Linked DNA regions of Rattus norvegicus: all the other regions are linked to region 3. The links are chromatin contacts, called in public Hi-C maps. All regions are on one chromosome and are shown on one strand. Each heading gives the region's core, a stretch centred on a gene start, on an enhancer-like site or on the middle of the called end of the contact. The rest is flanking DNA. Distances are from core to core; before and after follow the strand shown. Region 1 overlaps Chn2 (chimerin 2). Region 2 overlaps Cpvl (carboxypeptidase, vitellogenic-like). Region 3 holds the start of Chn2 (chimerin 2).

The links. A called contact is a pair of places that touch in the nucleus more often than the background predicts.
Region 1: a contact with region 3 is called in a Hi-C map of liver, with 1.8 times the contacts expected there. The contact joins the enhancer-like site here to the promoter of Chn2 in region 3. A contact is called at or near these places in 2 of 12 Hi-C or Micro-C datasets (kidney and liver).
Region 2: a contact with region 3 is called in a Hi-C map of Schwann cells, with 5 times the contacts expected there. The contact joins the enhancer-like site here to the promoter of Chn2 in region 3. A contact is called at or near these places in 4 of 12 Hi-C or Micro-C datasets (the A7r5 cell line, Schwann cells, kidney and 1 more).

The regions. Positions count from the first base shown.
Region 1 is chr4:84,554,406-84,557,105 of GRCr8, reverse strand. The region is part of intron 1 of Chn2 (chimerin 2); the gene reads right to left. Among named protein-coding and RNA genes, the nearest start is that of Chn2, 77 kb to the right of the region's middle. Within about 2 kb of position 1,400, at least 5 of the 93 cell types and tissues checked have an H3K27ac peak or open chromatin away from gene starts, as enhancers often do. A contact at or near this core is called in liver, where this site is marked.
Region 2 is chr4:84,394,497-84,397,196 of GRCr8, reverse strand. All of the region lies in intron 3 of Cpvl (carboxypeptidase, vitellogenic-like), which reads left to right. Among named protein-coding and RNA genes, the nearest start is that of Cpvl, 20 kb to the left of the region's middle. Within about 2 kb of position 1,281, at least 7 of the 93 cell types and tissues checked have an H3K27ac peak or open chromatin away from gene starts, as enhancers often do. A contact at or near this core is called in the A7r5 cell line and Schwann cells, where this site is marked.
Region 3 is chr4:84,477,643-84,480,387 of GRCr8, reverse strand. It overlaps Chn2 (chimerin 2), which reads right to left and starts at 1,399. Exons shown (of 13, transcript NM_032084.2): 1 at 1,216-1,399. The coding sequence starts at 1,264.

The DNA.
Region 1 (2,700 bases), core at 151-2,650, 77 kb before region 3:
CTTGTGCAGGAATAGGAACCCTGACTAAGTAAGACAGATTACTATAGATTTATATGAGATTGTTCACAAAGCACTTGCAATGGTAGCAGGCCCTTGTAGGCTGCTAGGCCCTGTTAGCAGGCACTTATGGCACCAGAAAAAAAATTGGTTGAATTCAATGGTGTTTGCTCATCTACAGACCAATTCCCTTTTAGATATGAGCAGGGAAAGTGGGCGAGGCCTCTGGGGAGAGGTGGCTTCTGTTTCCTCTCTTCTGACCAGCAGTCCTTTCTGTGGCCACTTCCACAGCTTGGTTTTAATCTCCTCTGCCACTTCATGGGTCTGCCACCCATGTCATCCTTCCCTGCTCTGTGGGTCATTTTCCTGTCTTTCTCTGTGGCTCCTCTTAGGATTCTCAAATTTATTTGTTTGTTTGTTTTACTCTGAGAGAGTTGGCAGTATTAACCACCATCAGCAAGCTGAGCCCACACCGTTCCTTCAACCCTCAGACATCCAGTCCTGATCTTCACAATGTGGGTTTTTTCCTATTAGAACCCACTGTGTCTGGGTTCTCAAAAAATATTTCTTTTTTTTTCCGGAGCTGGGGACCGAACCCAGGGCCTTGTGCTTGCTAAGCAAGTGCTCTACCACTGAGCTAAATCCCCGACCCTCAAAAAATATTTCTTAAGGCCATGTGTGAGACTGTTTGAGATTCCTAACATTATCAAATTTTGACCTATTTCCCCCATAAGGTAAAGATTCTTTACCATACAGAGGAATCAGAAAATAATATTTTACTCTTCTACACAGTTTAACGTCCCTTTTGCAGGGAAATTCCCCCCACAATAATCAAAACGTTACTCATTTGGCAATGGTCTGTTATTAAACACGGTTTATAAGGCTCCTTCTATCCTGCAAAGTGATTCACCCCCGGGTTGCAGGGTTCAGATGTGGAATAGAATGGGTGGCCAGCCAGCAGAGGCAAAAGCAAACCAATTCCGGCTTGCCAACGTCAATGAAATCGGCCAACACAGTGGCAGACCTTCACAGTGTTTCAAAATGCCATGCATTTCAGTACTTTCCCTGCTTATAATAGTACACGGTGGACATTTTCTGAATTGACTTGAGGGGTCTCCGTAGCAGGCTGTTGGTAATAATAATATAATAATAATAATAATAATAATAATAATAATAATAATAACAACAACAACAACAACAACAGAAATGCTGTGGGTCCATTTACTCAGCTTTTGTTTCTGAAACTGATTCTAAAGTCCAGGGAGAAAGAGTTTTCAAAGCAGGCACATGCACCAAAGTGCAGGGAGACCGACTGCTTGTGCAGACAACTAGGCCGGCCTGCATTATCAGTTAGATCTTCGCTGCTAGTGGAAAACCCAGTGAGGTCACCATTCCCATCCTGACCTGCTGTGTCATGCCACTGCCTTGTCAGCATCTGCCACCTCTGCAGTGTTTATGGAGGAGGCTGACAGAGTCCTGGGCCTTCCTACCACCCAGCTCCCTAGGATGCTCTGAGTCCTGAAGCACAACGGCCCATCCCCTCCCATCCCTCCGTGTAACCCATTCTCTTCCATAACTGAACTGTCCCTTGCATGTCCCTTTATCTCCGGCCAGCTCTCCCGGCCAGCTCTCCCGGTGTCCTGCTCCATGTTACCCTCAGCCTAAAGCTTAACACCATCTTCACAGCCCTCAGACTCCTAAACTCAGCTACTCCGAAAAGGCAATTTATTTCCCCACTAACCATCCTGTGTGTTGTTAATCCTAAAAAACTCCTCCTTACCTTCCTTACTCCACAAATTCTGTCTTCTCCTGGGTACAATCACACACCCCGTTTCCCTCCACCCTAGCTTCTGCTTCCTTAGTTGGGGCCTCCTTATGAATCACACTCCCAATAAGGAGCTTTCCTTGCCTCCTCCACTTCTACAGCTCAATTCAGAGACCCCCACTGCCAACAGATCATCTTCCAGATGCACAGAGGCGCCTGCCTTCCTTTCCTCCTCAGGACCCCTCCCCGCCCCCTCCTCACAGCTCTCGGCCGCTCAGAAACAAGGGAACACCACACTGTCCAGTGATTGCACAGCGTCTCTCTAGACTCCACCCCTCTACACTGAAGCCACACATTCCTGCAGGCTGTTCCTTCCGAAAGACGTACCTTTCCTCCTATATTCAGGCTGGGAGCACCAATCAATCAGGTTCACCTGTCTTGCTCTAGGAAGTTTTCCTGAAACCTCAGTCCATCCCTGCCTCTGATCCAGCATTGCTGGCTCCATTTTGTAGACATTTGTCTGTACATTGTCCCTCTCCGGTGGATCAGAACTGAGCCTGCAGCACGGACGTGCAAAGCAAATGAGAGTCTCAGCAAACATTTGTTGACCACATTAATTCCAATATCTCAAGAATAACCTACCAAGACTGCCATGCAGGGCCGGCAAGATGGCTCAGTGGTTACACTGGCTGCTCATACAGAGACCAGGTTCAATTCCCAGCACCCACATGGCAGCTCATAGCTGTCTGTAACTCCAGTTCCAGAGGACCTGACACCTTCACCCAGACATGCAATGCAGTCAAAACAGCAATGCACATAAAATAAAATTAAAATCATTAAAAAATAAAGTGTATCTTTAAAAAAAGGATGGTGTCATGCATGTGGACGGCCACCCTAAGTGCCACCCATAGTCATAGATTTCTTTCGCCGTGGTATTT
Region 2 (2,700 bases), core at 32-2,531, 83 kb after region 3:
AGAGTGGAGGCTCCTCCCCCTTGGATATACCCTCATCCTGACACGTCAAGTCTCTACAGGGTGAATCCTCTCCCACTAAAGCCAAACAAGGTAGCCCAGCTAGAAGAACAAATCCCACATATAGCCAACGGCTGTATACAGTGGGATAGTCCCCGCTCCAGTTGTTCAGGACCCACGTGAAGACTGACCTGCACATCTGCTACAGATGTTTGGAGAGGCCTAGGTTCAGACCGTGTATGCTCTTTGGTTGGTGGTTCAGTCTCTGAGAGCCCCCAAGGGTCCAGGTGAGTTGACTCTGTTGGTCGGCCTGTGGAGTTCCTATCCCCTTCAGGGCCCTTAATCACTGGCTAGATTTTTGATGACGTGACCCAAAATAATCAGCTTGGAAGAGTGAATGCCAATTGGAGAGTTACGTCTATCAGATTGGAATGTGGGGGCTTTTCTTGATTAGTGATTTATGTGGGCAGGTGCCACCCCTAGGCTGGTGATCTTTCCGAGTTATAAGAAGGCAAGCTGAGCAAACCAATAAGCAACATTCCTCTGGTCATTGGTTTAGTTCCTTCCTTGAGCTTTTGCCTCAGTTTCCTTTAATGACGGATTATAAAATGTAAGGTGGAATAAGCGCTTTCCCACCCCAGTTGCTTTTGGTCCTAGTGTTTGTAACAGCAACAGAAAGCAAGCGAGAACAACAGTGTTGATTGAAAGAACTGAAATCGGTGTCTTTAGTCCCCGCTTCCCACCTACTGGCTCTCCATTTCAGCAATCTGTGTAATGTGTAATAGAAATTATGTCTACGGTGTCTTGTTATCTGTCTCTATTGTCTGCGTCTGGCTGGAGATACAGTTTAAATGTCTGGGAGCAGAGCTGATACTTGGAAAGTAATGGGCCACGTCAGGACCAGTTTAGATTTCAGGAATTTTGCTTCCAAGTGACGATCCATGAAGGCACAGGATAATTTTCTTTGCCCATTATTGACAGTAGTGGAATGTGCTAGTGTTGACAGTCGAATGGACAGACTAGAACATTGAGGAAGGAGTAGACAAGTTTGTGACTGGCCACCAGGGGTCGCCAGAGAATTAAGAGGGCAATGGATAAACCAGGCCTCCTTTCCCTCCTCTCCCACTCCTCTTTTTCCCTCCTCTTGACCCGTCTGTTTGTGTAGCCCAGGATGTCACACTTCTATCTTCACTTCCCTAGCGGTGGGGATGGCAGGCGAGTCTTAACACCGCCTCGTTTGTTATCTGTGTACCAGAACCGGTCAGCCTCTTGGACTTCATCCATGTGTAGGCGTGGATCCCACAAGTCTAGGATTCCTCCGCGCCTTCGCATTTCATCGCTTCTTATTTCAGTAGCGCTCGAAATGGTTTTATACTCAGGCCCCTGACTCATTCATAAAGGGTTTCTTTTCTTCATCATCCACCAGATAATTCTTTAGCAGGGGTCCATCCCAAGACATTTTAATAACCACCTCAAAAGCCCTGCCTTTGATTACTCGAACACGCGTTCCCCTGCCTATCTGTCCACATATGTAGCCACACTTAGCTGTCTTCCCACCCACCCCCCACAAAAAAAAACAAACCCCAAAACCCCAAAAAACCCCAACCCCCCCAAAAAAACCCCAAAAAACAAAAAACAAACAAAAACAAACAAAAAACCAAAACCCAACCGGAACTGACTCTTTAAAAAGATACACGACACTGACTGAATGAAGTGTTATGCCCTGTACCTGCTGCTCATATGTATAACAACCTGTGTCTGCATGGAGACACAGAGAAATGAAGGCATGTACTCAAGAACACACAAATATTAAAATAGCTACATGCAACTCCAGTCCTGGCCGTGTGGCTCTCACATCCACACTCTTTACAGAGTGCATCCCAACCACCCACCCCCTTCCCAGCTGTGAGTAGGAGCTAACCCACAGCTTGAGAGAGCAGACAGTGTATGCTATTAGGATGAATTTACACACTGTACTGGATACATGCAGCATGGTGGTGCTATAACTCACTGCTGTGGAGAGACACCTACAACCTGGGGTCCAGTGAGAGACACCAAGATCTCATCACTTAACCGTGTCTACAGCATTTGTGGTGCCCCCAAGTGGAGAATGCACATGGCTTGTGCACAGAGAAGGCTCCTCAGACGTGTCCATGATGAGTTTAGGGAGTGAGACTTGGGATGGCAGGGGGGCAGTTCTTTGAAAATGATCTTTAAAACGCCTTAATTCAGAATATGTCCTCTAGAGCTGAGAGATGGTGGGGTCTGAATTCACCCCTATCAAACCTGAGGATCTGACGGCCCCCTGAGCTACGTGGCAGGAGAGAACCAACTCCCAAAACTTGTTTATTGACGCTCATAGGTGTGCAGTGTAAATAAATAAATAAATGCATAAATAAAAAACACGTGATAAGATTTCAAAGGGAGTACCCTGTTTGAAATATAACAGGTATTGAGGAAAATTACTTTAAGCTTTGAGATGGGGGAACTAAATATCTTGAATCTTAACTATGGTAAGATTAATATTTCCAAAGGTCTGAATTCCATCTTACCTAGAACTAATTAGCAGAAGTTCCTTCTTGCAGTGGCCCCCACGTTTGCAGTGAGGTTTTGTTCAGATCACAATCATGGGTTTCTCCTTTTCCCTGGGAGCAGGGCCTCACCTCTCAGGTGGGAGCTGGCTATGTCACGGAGGATTATCTG
Region 3 (2,745 bases), core at 150-2,649:
TCTACAATTTGGTTAGTTACACATCCACAGCTGTGGTTCCTTTCATGCCTGCCTTCCTGCCCAATGCTGCATCTCTTCTCCACACTGAATTTAATTTTTGGAGAATAAAGAAAAAGAATTCAATGGGACACCATACAATATTAATACACAGAGCATTCCCACTAGGACTTTAAGACTTTTCTTTGACCCTTGAGTTCTGTATGTCAAACAGAACTGTGTGTCTTAACAGCCATCCCTTCAGGGTTTCTTATTAAAGTTTTCAGTGACCAAAGGGGTAGGGGAACTGTACCTAATGCATCATTCTGATTAGAAACCTGTCATGTTCAGAAACCAGAGGGGCTGCCTCCATTGATTCTTATGCCTTTGCATTCATTATCATTTTTTTTCTGTTCAATTAGACCTGCTGATCAACCATAGAAAAGCTGAAAGCCCTTTTTTTCACCCAGCCACATTTAACACAGAAAAAAAATGGAAGCCTTGAAAGTAAAATTACAGCGTAGGATAAGAACGCGTCTAGAGCCCCCCTCGCTCGCTCCTGCACACACACATGCTCTCTGTGTCTGTCTCACAGTCTCTCTGTCTGTCTCTGTCTCTCTCTCTGTTTCTCTGTCTCTGTCTACACACACACACACACACACACACACACACACACACACACACACACACACACAGTTCACAGGGTAAACATGCCAGGAGTCAGAGAGGCTGGGCTCGACCTCCATTCCACTATCCCACTTTAGTAGGACGAGCAAGACACATTTTCCTCCTGGCTGCTCTCTCAAACCCATGCCCCAAGCGAGTGTCTCCAAGGAGCTAATTTCTGAAACAAACAAAGAAATCCGAGTCTGCAAGGAGCTAGGGTTTGCACCCTTCTTTGGCTCTGGGTATCCAGGGTAGCAGGCGCCAAGATACACAGGTCCGGAGCTCAGCTGTGCCCTCACCTTCCCGGCGCTTTCTGCCCCCGTTCCAGCTGTGCAGAAAGTGCAAGGCTGCTGGCAGCTACTGCTCGCCAGGAGCCCCAGACTCCTGGTCCGCAAGCCTAGGACACTACCGAGTCCCACCTCTACGCTGTCACAGGTCAGACGAGGAGGTGCTGACCACCTTAACAAGTGTCCCGGGGACGCTGGTGCCCCGCGCCACGCTCTCCTAGAGCGGGCGGGACGGCCACAGGTAGACTCTCCATCCCCGCACAGGCGACCGCGCGCTGAAACTCACCAGAGGACACGGAGGAGCCGGACAGACTAGAGTTGCTGGACGCTGCCATCTCGGCGCCGCGCGTCGCTGCTTGCTCAGTCCCGGTGCGGGCGGCGTCGCCGCTGCCCTCGGCCGGCCGCTCGCAGCCCGCGCGGCCCCCAGCCCATGGCAAAGTCCTGGGGACGCGCGGGAAGCACCGGCCTCCGGACTCTGCCTGCACTTCCTGCTCCGCCAGATGACGCGCTGCCGCCGCCGCTATTTATTCGTGCTCGCTGTCCCTCTCGGCGCCTGGGCGCGCTCCGCTACGGGCGTCGGAGTGGCAGGGGCGCAGCGAGGCCGAGGCGGCCGGCCAGGAGGATGGGACCACCGCTCTCAGCGTCCCCGCTGTCCCCGCTGCGAGCCCGCTCCCTGCGCGCGACTGGAACCTGGGCACCCCTGGGCTCCCAGCACCAGCTCTAGAGAATTCAGCCTCCGCCGCCGCACTTCGAGCGGCCCGGGCAAAGGCGGGGGAGACAGATAGACAGCGACCTCCCCCTTCTCCCTCCTCCCCAACTCAGCTCGCGCGCGCACACAAAGGAAGGAGGAGAGGAACGCCGGCGCTCCGGGCTGAATCCACTCTGCCCGCTTGACAGCTCCAGCACCCCTGGCTGCTGGGGGAGGCTGAGGACCAAGGGGTGGGGACCATCAGGACTCGGAGCCTGCCCCGAGGTGTTGGGCAAACCGCCAGGGACGCGCAGCGGACCGAGCAGCAGTGTACAGCGCTGCTTCCCGAGTTAGAGAAGGGGATGGAGGGGTTGTAGGAGGAAGGTGGCAGCAAGCTCTAGGCTCTGGAGCAACCACACAGTGTGGGGAGGGAGTGCGGGGGGGGGGGTCCCAGAAGGCGAAGGCGAGGTCTCTGAGGATTAGGTGCGGGGCAGCAGGCCAGGATGCCACCGAGGCTGGGAAGCGCCCTTTCCACCACCCTACAATTTGTCCTTTGTTGGTCAGGAATCGAAGGTCCCTGCCCTGGTGTAGGTCTCCTAAACCACTCAGGGAGCCGATCTGGCTACACTGAAGTACTCCAGTCACTGGCAGGGACCGTGCCCCAAAAGTCCACTATGCTTCTGAGACTGGTGTTAAAAAAAAATAAAAATAGAGACATCCCAAAGGTGGCATCGGTCTTACACAAAGAAAGTGGTCCTCTGCCCCTTGTTCGGGTCCTCACAAAAGACTAAGACTGCAGCAGGTGCAACTGAAGCCTTTAAGGATAAGGAATTGCCTAGGTGTATGAGAGAAAGGGACTGGGGCTGGTCTGTGCCATTCTCCTGTATTTAAACCTAAATTAATTTCACTGGAAGGAAATGTCATGCAGATATATATTTTAAAATCCGTTTCACGCTCCCAGCAGAGTAATCGGTTCTTTCATTCCTAAAGCTACAGAAAACTGTGAAATTTGAACAGAAATTGTTAGATCAAAGGAAAAAAAGCAAACATTAAAGGAATGAAAGTACTCTCATTATAGAGCAAAACGGAAAGTGTTCGCATTGGGAGCAGCACGATTTTGAAAAACAT